4 separate regions of the Mus musculus genome follow, and all the other regions are linked to region 4. Evidence: chromatin contacts called from public promoter capture Hi-C data. All regions are on one chromosome and are shown on one strand. The core of a region is the stretch at or near the end of the contact, and the rest is flanking DNA. Distances in the headings are between cores, read along the strand shown. Region 1 holds the start of Vps37c (vacuolar protein sorting 37C). Region 2 holds the start of Tmem109 (transmembrane protein 109). Region 3 holds the start of Ccdc86 (coiled-coil domain containing 86). Region 4 holds the start of Osbp (oxysterol binding protein).

What was found. Promoter capture Hi-C pulls out the DNA fragments that hold promoters and counts their contacts.
Region 1: a promoter capture Hi-C map of liver shows a contact between it and region 4, with 2.4 times the contacts expected there. A contact is called at or near these places in 9 of 39 promoter capture datasets (the 3T3-L1 cell line, the C10 cell line, cranial neural crest and 4 more) and 4 of 130 datasets of targeted methods (extraembryonic endoderm stem cells, memory CD8 T cells, microglia and 1 more).
Region 2: a contact with region 4 is called in a promoter capture Hi-C map of liver, with 5 times the contacts expected there. A contact is called at or near these places in 8 of 39 promoter capture datasets (the 3T3-L1 cell line, the C10 cell line, cranial neural crest and 4 more) and 3 of 9 other capture datasets (adipose tissue, liver and pancreatic islet).
Region 3: a promoter capture Hi-C map of pre-B cells shows a contact between it and region 4, with 7 times the contacts expected there. A contact is called at or near these places in 8 of 39 promoter capture datasets (the 3T3-L1 cell line, cranial neural crest, erythroid cells and 4 more), 1 of 130 datasets of targeted methods (astrocytes) and 1 of 9 other capture datasets (liver).

What each region holds. Positions count from the first base shown.
Region 1 is chr19:10,687,320-10,690,019 of GRCm38.p6, reverse strand. It overlaps Vps37c (vacuolar protein sorting 37C), which reads right to left and starts at 1,285. Exons shown (of 5, transcript NM_181403.3): 1 at 1,041-1,285.
Region 2 is chr19:10,880,397-10,883,096 of GRCm38.p6, reverse strand. Tmem109 (transmembrane protein 109) reads left to right here and starts at 1,354. Exons shown (of 4, transcript NM_134142.1): 1 at 1,354-1,445.
Region 3 is chr19:10,947,885-10,950,584 of GRCm38.p6, reverse strand. It overlaps Ccdc86 (coiled-coil domain containing 86), which reads left to right and starts at 1,319. Exons shown (of 4, transcript NM_023731.3): 1 at 1,319-2,307. The coding sequence starts at 1,352.
Region 4 is chr19:11,964,496-11,967,195 of GRCm38.p6, reverse strand. It overlaps Osbp (oxysterol binding protein), which reads right to left and starts at 1,352. Exons shown (of 14, transcript NM_001033174.1): 1 at 900-1,352. The coding sequence starts at 1,255.

The sequences.
Region 1 (2,700 bases), core at 36-2,535, 1.3 Mb after region 4:
TAATGGAAATTACAAAGGCACTGGGCCAGATTTCCAAGACAATCTTACGAAAAAGGCTTTTTTTTTTTTCTGGGCACTATGACTGCCAAGAACAAAGACTCATTTCAGAGTCCACCATTTCACCCAGCAGCCCTCAGTTCCACAATCCCCAGATCAGGGCCCTCCCTGGGCCCCAAGCAAAGAAGAGTCTTTCCCTTCTAAGTCCCTCTATCACCACCATTTCTAGCTGCAGGACTGACAGTCACTGAATGTGGAGTGGCACGCTATTGGTAGAGACACCTGGAAAATATGCAGGGAGCGATGAAGGAGCCCTGGTATCCGTGAAGTTTCTTGGCTCAAGGTGGCTAGCCCAAATCTGATTGACAAGGTATAGGCTGGACTCAAGAAATGTGACCCTGATGATAGTCCACTCTACCAGTAACTCAAACACATCTCTGGGAATGTCTTGGCCCACCAAAAAAAAGTGAAAGAACACCCCTAAACGGCTGTGAGGGGAGAAACAAAGCAGAACCAGGCACATGCTGGGACCATACACCTGGAAGGCCCAGAAGTAAGGATGGCTCAGCCATGCTGGACAGTTCAAGTCGGGGTCCAGAAGAAAGGGGAAGAACCCTTACCTATTGCTAACCTGGGGAATGATACAGGCCAGCAAGACAAAGGCCAGAGTCCCTCTAACTCCACTATATCGCAGGGGCAAGTCAGAATACACACAGGCCTCAGTTTCCCAATCCGTACAAGGGGCAAAGAGGCTCTTAATGACACAAAGGCCACAAGGTACTCCTACAGAGGGTGAAGGGTTGCGTGGCGTTAGCGGATAGGTGGGAGGGGGCGGGGCTGAGGCGACCGGCGAGGACAGCCTCCCACCGTCCATCCCTCCCACCCCACTGCAGGGGCGCAGGCCCGCGGGGAGTCACGCGCCCATCGCGCCCAATCGCCGGCTTCGGCCAGGAAACCCATCTCTGAGTTCGCCGGCAACGCCCCCGGCACGGTAGGCCGCTGCCCGCCGCCGCCCGAGACCTTCCCCAGCGGCGCTCACCTACCGGGGCCGCCGCTACCGCGGGCAATCAGCCGCTGCCCGCACTTCCGGGATCCACGAGCCCCGCCTCTACCGGATGTGACTTACTCCCGCGTCCAGCTGAGAACGAGCCGCACTGCCCCTCCGCCGCGCCCCGAGTGTCCTGCCTTGTAGGCCTAGGGGTGGCCACGATACCTGCACTCAGACGCTGGTGGCTTCAGGCGCCACACCCGCGGAAGGCCACTCGGCCCCGCCCGCGCGGGGGAAGGCACCACCCCTAGCCCCGCCCCCGCCGTAGGACTCCGCCCATTGCGAGTACGCCTGCGCAGACTTGCAGGCGTCCCTTCGTTTGCTCTGAATATCCTGAGACAAGCGTGGAACTTCCAAAGGGAGGCTCCAGATGGGCTCTTATTGCACCACGGTATCCCCGGCCTGCTGCGCACACTCCTTTTTATAGTTTGGCCTCAGGACTAGAATGGCTGCGGTCCTGAGTCCCCTTCAGACACTGCTAACAGCTCTGAGCTTTCCTAAAAAATCACCCTTTGTCAGGACCGTAGATTGCTCTTACTCGTCTGTAGATGAGTGTGTAAGCGTCAGACTTGATCCATCCTCACTCGCCCAGAGTGACAAGCCTCAGGAAGGGATGGAAACAAACCAGCCCTGAGAGGTGAACGCCATTCCACTTTGGCTGCAGTGGTTAGATTAGCTTCCAGCCTAAGAAAACCCTGCCACCCTTTGTTATACATTAGAACTTTTGTTGCTAGTGGCAGAGACCAGCACAAATTGGCCTCTTCAAAATGGTAATTGCTGGGTCATACAACGAGAAGTCCAAAGGCCCTAAGTGATACCAGGCTCAGTGTCAGAGGCCTCCACCTTCACTTGACTCTGACTTCTGTCCACCCAAAATGGATCTCACCTCAAAGAGAAGGAGAGAGCCAAGAAAGAGTGACCATGACATGGGACACAGGTTCAGGTTGCCTTAAATAACATGTTCCAATGTAAAAGTGCTTTTGTGAAGTCTGTACAGTAACAGAATAAGGCTACCCCAAGGCATTTTACAAATACATTGCTGGGACCATCAGGCCAGTGGGTAATGAGAAATTAGGGAAAATCTCTGTTTGGGTCTGAGGTGCTATTTGATTACATTTTAGCTTTGGGGTCTGCTGAGTTAGTGCATCCCAAAAGGTTTACCCGATAATCACATTGATATGAGGTAAGGCACAGAAGTGAGCAACATTTATTAAGGAGAATAACAATAATTATCAGTTAATTGGACCCTGTAACATCCCAGCTTTCCACAATCAAGAAGTTCTAATCAGTCAACAGAGTTGCAATTTTATTTATTTATTTATTTATTTATTTTTGAGGGGGGACTTCCATCTTGTAAGTTTCTCTTTTGGGTCATCGAATTTCATCAAGATCTCCCACTTTTTCTATTTCATATTCTAGATCTAAAATGATCATCATTGTCCCCATTGGTCAGAACTCCCTCCCCTTTACTACCTCATGGGGTCCCTGGGTACTCAGGTCTCAAGTCCCCTGTGCTGTCCTAGAACTCTCAAAGTAGTCAAGAGTAAGCTCTCACCTCTACCTGGCAAGTGCACAGTGTTATGCTGTGCTGGAGACACAACCCAGGCCCTGCACACACACACTCTCCCCTACCTCTAGCACAGCTACTACAAAAG
Region 2 (2,700 bases), core at 105-2,604, 1.1 Mb after region 4:
GAATTGGTTTTTTTATCCTTTTCTCTCTTTCTGATTAGTGATATTATAGGATGGCTCCAGAAGTGACTGGGTTAGGAATATAATCTAGTAAAATATAACTATGAGCCACTAGGATTGCACCCTTTAGGGGAGGGCTAGGACAGGTCTTTCTTACTGTAAATGTAAGTTTCTAGTGAAGTTCTTAGAAACTTGTAGGTTTACAGCTGGGAAGAGAGAAACACCTAAAGTAGTTTTTGATTCTCAGTTGATGGGAGGTTTTAACAAGACTCCTAAGGGAAGTCCTCCTTTCCCTTCCAATGTTCCCATACATTTCTAATATGTGTGCCTATGTTAATTTCCCAAAAGGCACTTGCAAACTAAAACTAAGTCTAGAAAGAAACCAAAAACACCACTCCCACCCCCACCACCCCTGAGATCTTTTCCACTAAGGCACGCCTGACAACCCGGATTCAATCTCCGGGATCCACACAGCAGGAGAGAACTGACTTCCATAGGAGTATTGTATTGTGCCTGCACACCCGAACGCATGCATAGAATACATAACTACACGTAATTTTAAAATTTATGGGTTGGTGAGATGGTTCAGCGGTGAAGAGCACTAACTGCTCCTCCAGAGGTCCTGAGTTCAATTCCTAGCAACCACATGGTGGTTCACAACCCCCTGTAATGGAATCTGATGCCCTCTTCTGGTGTGTCTGAAGACAGCTACAGTGTATTCATATAAATAAACCTTTAAACAATTTTTACATCTCTGCCTACCTCATCCACAAAGCTACCTCAGTGTTCTAAGGTTTAAAACAAACAAACAAACAAAATAACCCCAGGGCACCTGGGTTGCTTTCCTTTCCCTAACAATTGTAAGCAAAGCTTTGGTGGTCACCCACACATTTTGGGTGAGGTTTTGCTCTCTTCCAGAGCATATGAGTTTCTCCAAGGCCGTACACCGTTCATGTGCCCACTAACACCTTGTGCCTTTCCCCCCTGATGTGCCATTTTTAGCGTGAAAGGTTTCTCAGCCCTCCAAGTGCTCGCCAGCGCCCCGCCTTAGGAACTGCACTTCCCGGGAGGAAACTGCCGCCCTAAATGCGTTGTAGACTCGGATCTGCACCGAATCCCGCATCGAGCACCAACTCTACCCACGCCACAGCCTCGACAGTTCTTTCTTTCCCCTTTCCTGCCAAAGGCTTCGCTTCCGTTCCAACTCCAATTTCCGGCGCCATTCTTCTCTTGGAAATATTTGGGAGGGAAAAAACACGTACAAACCATAATGGAGCGAGCAGAGCGCATGCGTCCACGATGCCTGCCAGAAAGACCTGCCAGTCTCCTCCGTCGACCGCCCCGCGCATGCGCAGACTATAAACCAACACCCCGGGAGTTGAGGCGCCGGTTTGGTGGCGCGTTTTCTAGCGAAGTCCCACGTGAAGGATAGCGGTGACCGGAGCAGGGTGAGTGAGGGCCGAGACCAGGGCTGTAGATGCAGCTTAAAGGACAGATTTGCAGGAGGTAACAGGGCGGAGCCGCAAGGCCTTGCGAGCCCTAGTGGGGAGGGGTCGAACGTGGAACGTGGGGCTTAACAAGTATGGGACCCAGATCCTCGTTGCTATGCAACCAGGGGCGTTGTTACTAGGTAACCCTGGAGGAGAGTGTTTCCCGGGATGAGTGGGTTCGAGCGCTGAGGTCTAGCCCTCCGGAGGGAGCAGCTGCCAGATTTGGGGGATGAGGCCAGTGCCGAACTGCACACCTCCCCCAGCCCCATGGTCCAGCCTCCTGCCGCCTCAGTTGGAGCCCCCCTCAGGGTATCCTGACCTCATGGGCCTCGCGACGCCACTATGGAGTGCTTGGCAGGGGATGTGCTGTTCGAAATAGCACATGCCACTGACCCTATTGCCTGGAGTCTGGGCCTTGGGAAGGGAGCGGCAAGGCTGCACACCCCCCCCCCCCCCCTTTGCAAACACCCTGCCCCACAAACAGTTGCTGGGTAGCAGCTGTCAGGGGTTTAGCGAGGGCTGCCTCCGACCTGCCAGAACGCTGACTTCATTCTCCTTAGTGGTGACTTCGCCACGTTTAGGACCTTCTATCTCAGCTGTGCTTCTCATGTGGCTGTCGTATATTTGGACTGACTATTCAAATAACCTCCTCCCCTTCCCTCCCCCCCCCCCCCCCGCCACCTCTCCATGTCTTTATGTCCTACACTTGTGGCTTCTTGGCAGGGCTTCTGATACTCATTTAGCAAGCACTTAGTCATTCTATGCTAGGTGCTGGGGATTCCAAGAAAAGTTAATGTCAAGTTAGTCTGAGAGTCACTGGGAGGCTGTGGGACAAACTTTGAACACAGTGCTTGCACAAATTATCTAACTTCTTGAAGTAACTCTTAACCCAGTTTCAACAGAACTTACATTTGAGGAGATTGAATTTCAGATAGGTTAAGTAACAGGTGTAAAGGTAGTGGCGGCTAACTTGTGATAGATCTGAACCTGTGTCCTTTGTACAGAGAGCTCTTAGGAGGCTTTGCTTAAAGTAGACTTTTCTCTGCGTTGCTGATCTTTGCAACCACTGTTTGATTATGCCTCAGGAATCCTGGGGAGCTTTAAAAACAAAACAAAAAGGCTGAGCTCCTCCCTGGGAGGGTCTGAGTGGGTTGCCTGGGTGGGGCAAACACCCTTGTTTAACAGGCTAGTCAGGCAGGTCAGATGGGCAATC
Region 3 (2,700 bases), core at 70-2,569, 1.0 Mb after region 4:
AACCATCCCGGCAGAGATGAAGGTTTTAATTGTTTTGTTTTGTTTTGTTTTGTTTTGTTTTGTTTTGTTTTTCGAGACAGGGTTTCTCTGTGTAGCCCTGGCTGTCCTGGAACTCACTCTGTAGACCAGGCTGGCCTCGATCTCAGAAATCTGCCTGCCTCTGCCTCCCAAGTGCTGGGATTAAAGGCTTTCGACACTGCATCTCTTAGCCTATCAGCCAATCAATCAGACAGAGGACTCCAAAGAAATGAAAATTTCCCCAGAATTCTCATGCTGGGAGAAGAAAAAGGTACCAGCCAGAGGGGAAACTTGTCTCCTGGAAAAAGATTTCAGAGTTCTAAAAGCTTGTCAGACCACCTTACAGGATGAGACTAAAACCCAGATAATAATGGGCCAATGGTGGGCAGAGTCATACCTTGGTAAGGACTACTCAGATGTATTTATCCTTGGCCCTCTATCTAAATTTTTTATCTAAATTTAGAACCCTGAGGTCAAATTTGGGTGATTCACAGAATCTCTTTGCCCCTCTTTCTAGTATGACTACATTGAATAAATCTCCTTTTTCTAAAGATTTCCAGTTTTTAATGTGTCTCTTTCAATTGGCTTATTGAGGATAAGGTAGCTAGACCTGACTTCGGGCACAGGTTGTGAACCCCCAACATTGACAACAAGCAGTCAAGGTTTTCTGGGCCACAGACCTGACACTTTGCTGATTAACTGAAACTGTTCAAAGATGAGAACCACCTATTGCATACTTGGGCCCACTAGTAGAGAAGAGGAAGTGAAAAGAATGGGAACGTTTGAGACAACTCAAAAACTGAAGATTTCCCACTCAGGAAGACCACCAGGACCTTCCCCTTTGTTACACAGCGCAAAGCTACTGTGCTACAAAAGATAAAAGAAAAGGCGATGTTTGCGGGCCCAGCAGTTCCAGAACAAGTTAGCGCGCTGATTCGGCTCTGCCTACAAACTCCCTCCGCCTTTTTCCAACCTCTTCTCTCAAGAAAAAAAAAATTATTTTTATATGTGTGTGTGTGTGTGTGTGTGTGTGTGTGTGTGTGTGTGTGTGTGTGTATGTATAATATACCCCCACCCCATCCCCTTGCAAGAACTCGCAGTTTGCAAAAAACGCATCGCAGAAACCAAGCAACTAAACTCTGTAACTGAGCTCATGCACAACACGCATGCGTCTACTAAGCCCAGCCTCCCGGGACCGACTTCATCCCCGGCTCCGCCTACCCACGGGTCTCTCTACCGCAAGTGCGCTTCCTGCCCGGTACGGAAATGGACGAGTCTGACGTCATATGAAGGCGCCGACAGTTCCGAAGGCTACAGAGGCTACACGTGAGCCATGGATACGCCGCTGAGGCGCAGCCGGCGGCTGGAAGGCCTAAAACCTCTGTCTCCAGAAAACCTTCCTGTCCCCGAAGTCTCTCGGGCGAAACGGGCTCTTGTAGATTTCAAGTCGAACTCAGAAGAAACAGGAGAGCTCAAGTCTACGAGAGTTCCACCACTGAGCCTTCCGTCTCCCGGACCTCAGCCGGAGACGAGCCCCGGATCGCCCTGTCCACCACTGAGCCTTCCGTCTCCCGGACCTCAGCCGGAGACGAGCCCCGGATCGCCCTGTCCACCACTGAGCCTTCCGTCTCCCGGACCTCAGCCGGAGACGAGCCCCGGATCGCCCTGTCCACCACTGAGCCTTCCGTCTCCCGGACCTCAGCCAGAGACGAGCCCCGGATCGCCCTGTCCACCACTGAGCCTTCCGTCTCCCGGACCTCAGCCAGAGGCGAGCCCCGGATCACCCGGTCCTAGACAGGATGCAGACGATGGGTCCCCACAAAGGCAGCCAGAGCCTCACCCCGGGTCCCTTCAACCTCATCAAGATCTGGGCCTGGAGTCACCTGCAGGACAGACAGAGTCGAGCCCGGAATCCCCGCAACGAGAGCAGCCATCCAAATTACCTCCCCCACAGGGAGAACTGGACTCTGAGGCGGCCCACGCTAAAGAGGAGGTGATCCCAGGATCCCCCGAGCCTTGCCCGGGCCAGCAAGCACCGGGTCCCGAGCCCTCTCAGCCAGCACAGGAGCTGACGGTCCAGGCACCTAGCTCCCCAGAGCGCCAGTTGGAGCCAGGCAAGCTGCCTCCGGCGGGAGAGACAGTAACAGAAAGTCTCAACCTAAAGAAGCGAGTTATAGCCTCTCCCCAGGCCCCAGCGTCCAAGAAATTGAAAGAGAAGGAGGAGCTTCCTGTAATTCCGAAAGGGAAGCCCAAATCCGGGCGTGTGTGGAAAGACCGCTCCAAGAAGAGGTAAAGTGGGGGTAGCATGGGTGATGTGTTGGGTTCTTAGTACATTTGGACCTTGCCTTCGCCTGAATGCAATCCAAGGGTTGTAAAGAGTTCACCCGAATGAAATTAACAAACACGATCATAATGTCAAAATGCCCTAAGGTCGGGGAGGGAGATAGATCCTCAAAGATCATTTCTTTAATGTCTGCCCTAGACGGTGTTCTTTTGAGCTTTCTTCCCATCCTTTTTTTATTATGAGGCAGGGTCTCACTGTATAGCACTGGCTGTCCTGAAATTCAGAGATACACCTGCTTCTGCTTCCCTAGTGCTGGGTTTATAGACGTGCCACCTTTACCTTGTCCGCCACATCTCGTGTGGCAGGCAGAGCAAGAAAGGCGGCCATTATATGAACAT
Region 4 (2,700 bases), core at 103-2,602:
ATGCAAGGCTGTTGGGAAAGCTTATAACCTGTCCTCCAATCACCTCTCAACACCTCTGTCTAGTAATATAAGCCCCGAAGTGTGACATGTTATGACCATGCTATGAGTCACAGTAAGTATACATTAACCATACCAAAATAAGCACTGTGAAACCTTAACAATCATTTCAAAAACATGTGTTCTTCCTTTAATAAAACTTAATCTTAAATAAAACTAAAAGGTGCACGGTGACTGCTGGATAAGACAGTCATTCCCATGGGAAGAGGTGGGGCAGGCAAAAGTAAAAGCTATGGTAGAGTACACATCTCTATTGTGGACTGTCTAGACCGAGAAAGTACGCGCATGCTTGAAGAGGTAAGACATATGGTGGACAGAATCCCAAAGTCTCCCTGTGTGTGGTATTCTGATGTCGGAATGTGTATTCTGAGTAGACATGGGCAGGTATATCAAGGGTGTATCAGAAACATTAAATTTTAGAGACTAGAGCACAAAAAGTTAGGAGTTGTAACTTCCACTGTAAGTTCCTGAGGGACAGTGCCCGGGCTCGCGCTGTCTGTGCCCCTCCAGCTTCACAACAGTGCCTTACTTGCAGAATTAGCGATTGCACCCACGTGGTAGCGGAAATACAATGGCAGAGCAGATGCTCTCCAAACAATTGCTGACAGGAAAGACCCAGGGATGGAGGCAGATGAGGCACTAGGGGCGGGTGACAGCGGAGACAAGAGCAGTGTGTCAAATCTGCAGGTTCTGACTTCTGCAAGCTGTCAACCTGTGCAGGTGACAGACAGCGACCCAGGGCGACCTTGGCAGTGAAGCCAGCCGGCGGAGAGTGACAGCGCGGGTCTGTGGGCTGCACAGGGGGGGAGGCCAGGTGAGCGTGGCGCCCCGGAAGCAGTTACCTGTAGTAGCTTAGGAGCCCGTTGCTCAGCACGAACCATCGCCGCTGGTAGCCTTTGATGTAATTGGTCCATTTGAAGAGCCAGCCCTCTCTAGCCGAGCCCGAGCCCCCGGCGCCCGAACCGCCCGAGCCCGCGGCTGGCGGTGCAGAGCCCGGGCCGCCTGCCGCCACTCCTCCGGCCCCGGGGCCCGGGCCGCCCGCCGTCGCCGCCGTCGCGGCCGCCACCCCGGGGCCGGGCCCCGCGTCCCCGCGTCCGCCGCCGCCTCCCACCGCGGGTGGACCCGCGCCGCCGCCGCCCGGAGCCGCGATGGCTGCCGGGCCCGGCCCCACCACTCCTCTCAGCTCGGTCGCCGCCATGAGCCGCCGCCGCCCGGAGAGACACGACCGGAACCGCCTACGAGCTCCGCCGCCGCCGCCCGGAGCGCCCAACACGGCTAGCGCTTCAGCCGCCGCCGCGCAGCGTCCCCGCCCCGCCAGCCCCGCCGCGGGAAGGAGGGCTCGACTGCCGGGAAGGAGGGCGGCGATTGGTGCCGCCAAGTGTCACTTGCGGAAGACCCCGCGGACATTGGCATTTCTCTCGGGCCTGTCATGCTACTCCGCCCAGTGAGAAGCTCAAGGCGCGACGCGTCCTCCAGGCCTGCTTTCGATTGGCTAACAGGAAAGCCAATCAGGCAGGGCTACAAAATCATTGGTGGCTTTCCGAAGTCCGAGGACGGGAGAATGCAGAGCTCACGGCCGGTTTGGCCTCCGAATGGCTAGTACTTCCGTCAGTCATTACAGTTTATGCTTCTGTCATTGCCACGTCACCCCCGCCCATCGCGCTGCCCTTCATCCTCTTCCGCCCTTACGGATTGGTGGTTGATATCAGCTGCTCAAACCTTTCTACCAATTACTGAATGCATTGAAGTAAATGGGGCAGAGTCCAGCCTTCACATACTCATTCTTATTTTTTATTGGCTGACACCTATGTCTTTCACCTGTCGGTGGAGAGGCAGGGCTATGATTGGAGATGATTGGTTCTGGACATTGTCAGTGAAAGCTGCAGTTGGCCGAGATAGCAAATAAATTCATGGATGCACAAGTGGGCAGGCACGTTTGCAGCTTTAAGGAAGTGATGGGTCTCTATAAATGCTCTTGATGTGGGTGTGCTGTGGAATTCCCTCCTTCTCAATTGAGACTTGCAGATGGCCTTAATAAAGAGAGATGGATGGTTCCTGGGTCTCCTAGGGATTCCGTTTTCATATCCTGCTTCCGGAAGAACCCAGAGAGAGCTTCCTCGGCCCCCTCCTGGACTCACGACTCCTCCAATCCTCACCCCATTCCCTTTCCTGGTCTACCCTCTGTCTCTTCACTCTAGATTCTAATACACTTCTATTAATTCTGACCATCTAGTTGCCGACCTTATTTACGGGGAGAATAGATTGGCAAAGACCTACTACCTACCTTTATATCTCTTTTCCAAATCTAAAGGCCCTTGTTAGGTTTAGTGTGGTAAAAACACAATTAATTCTCTTGTTTATTGCTAGGGTTTTGTTTTGAACTGGGTGTTGAATGATTAGATTTGATCAGCTTAATTACAGCTGTGTTAGAGGTCACAAATTTCAGTAACTAGTCCAGCATTGAGCTGTTGTGAACTATTATTACAAAAATAGCCAAAACCTGCATTTTGGGGAATCTAACACCTATTACAGTGTAGCAGTTTTTGACCTGGCAGTAGGAATAGGGTTTAACTTTTATTTATTCATTTCTTCTGATTTGTGTGTGTGTGTGTGTGTGTGTGTGTGTGTACACCTAAGTGCAGG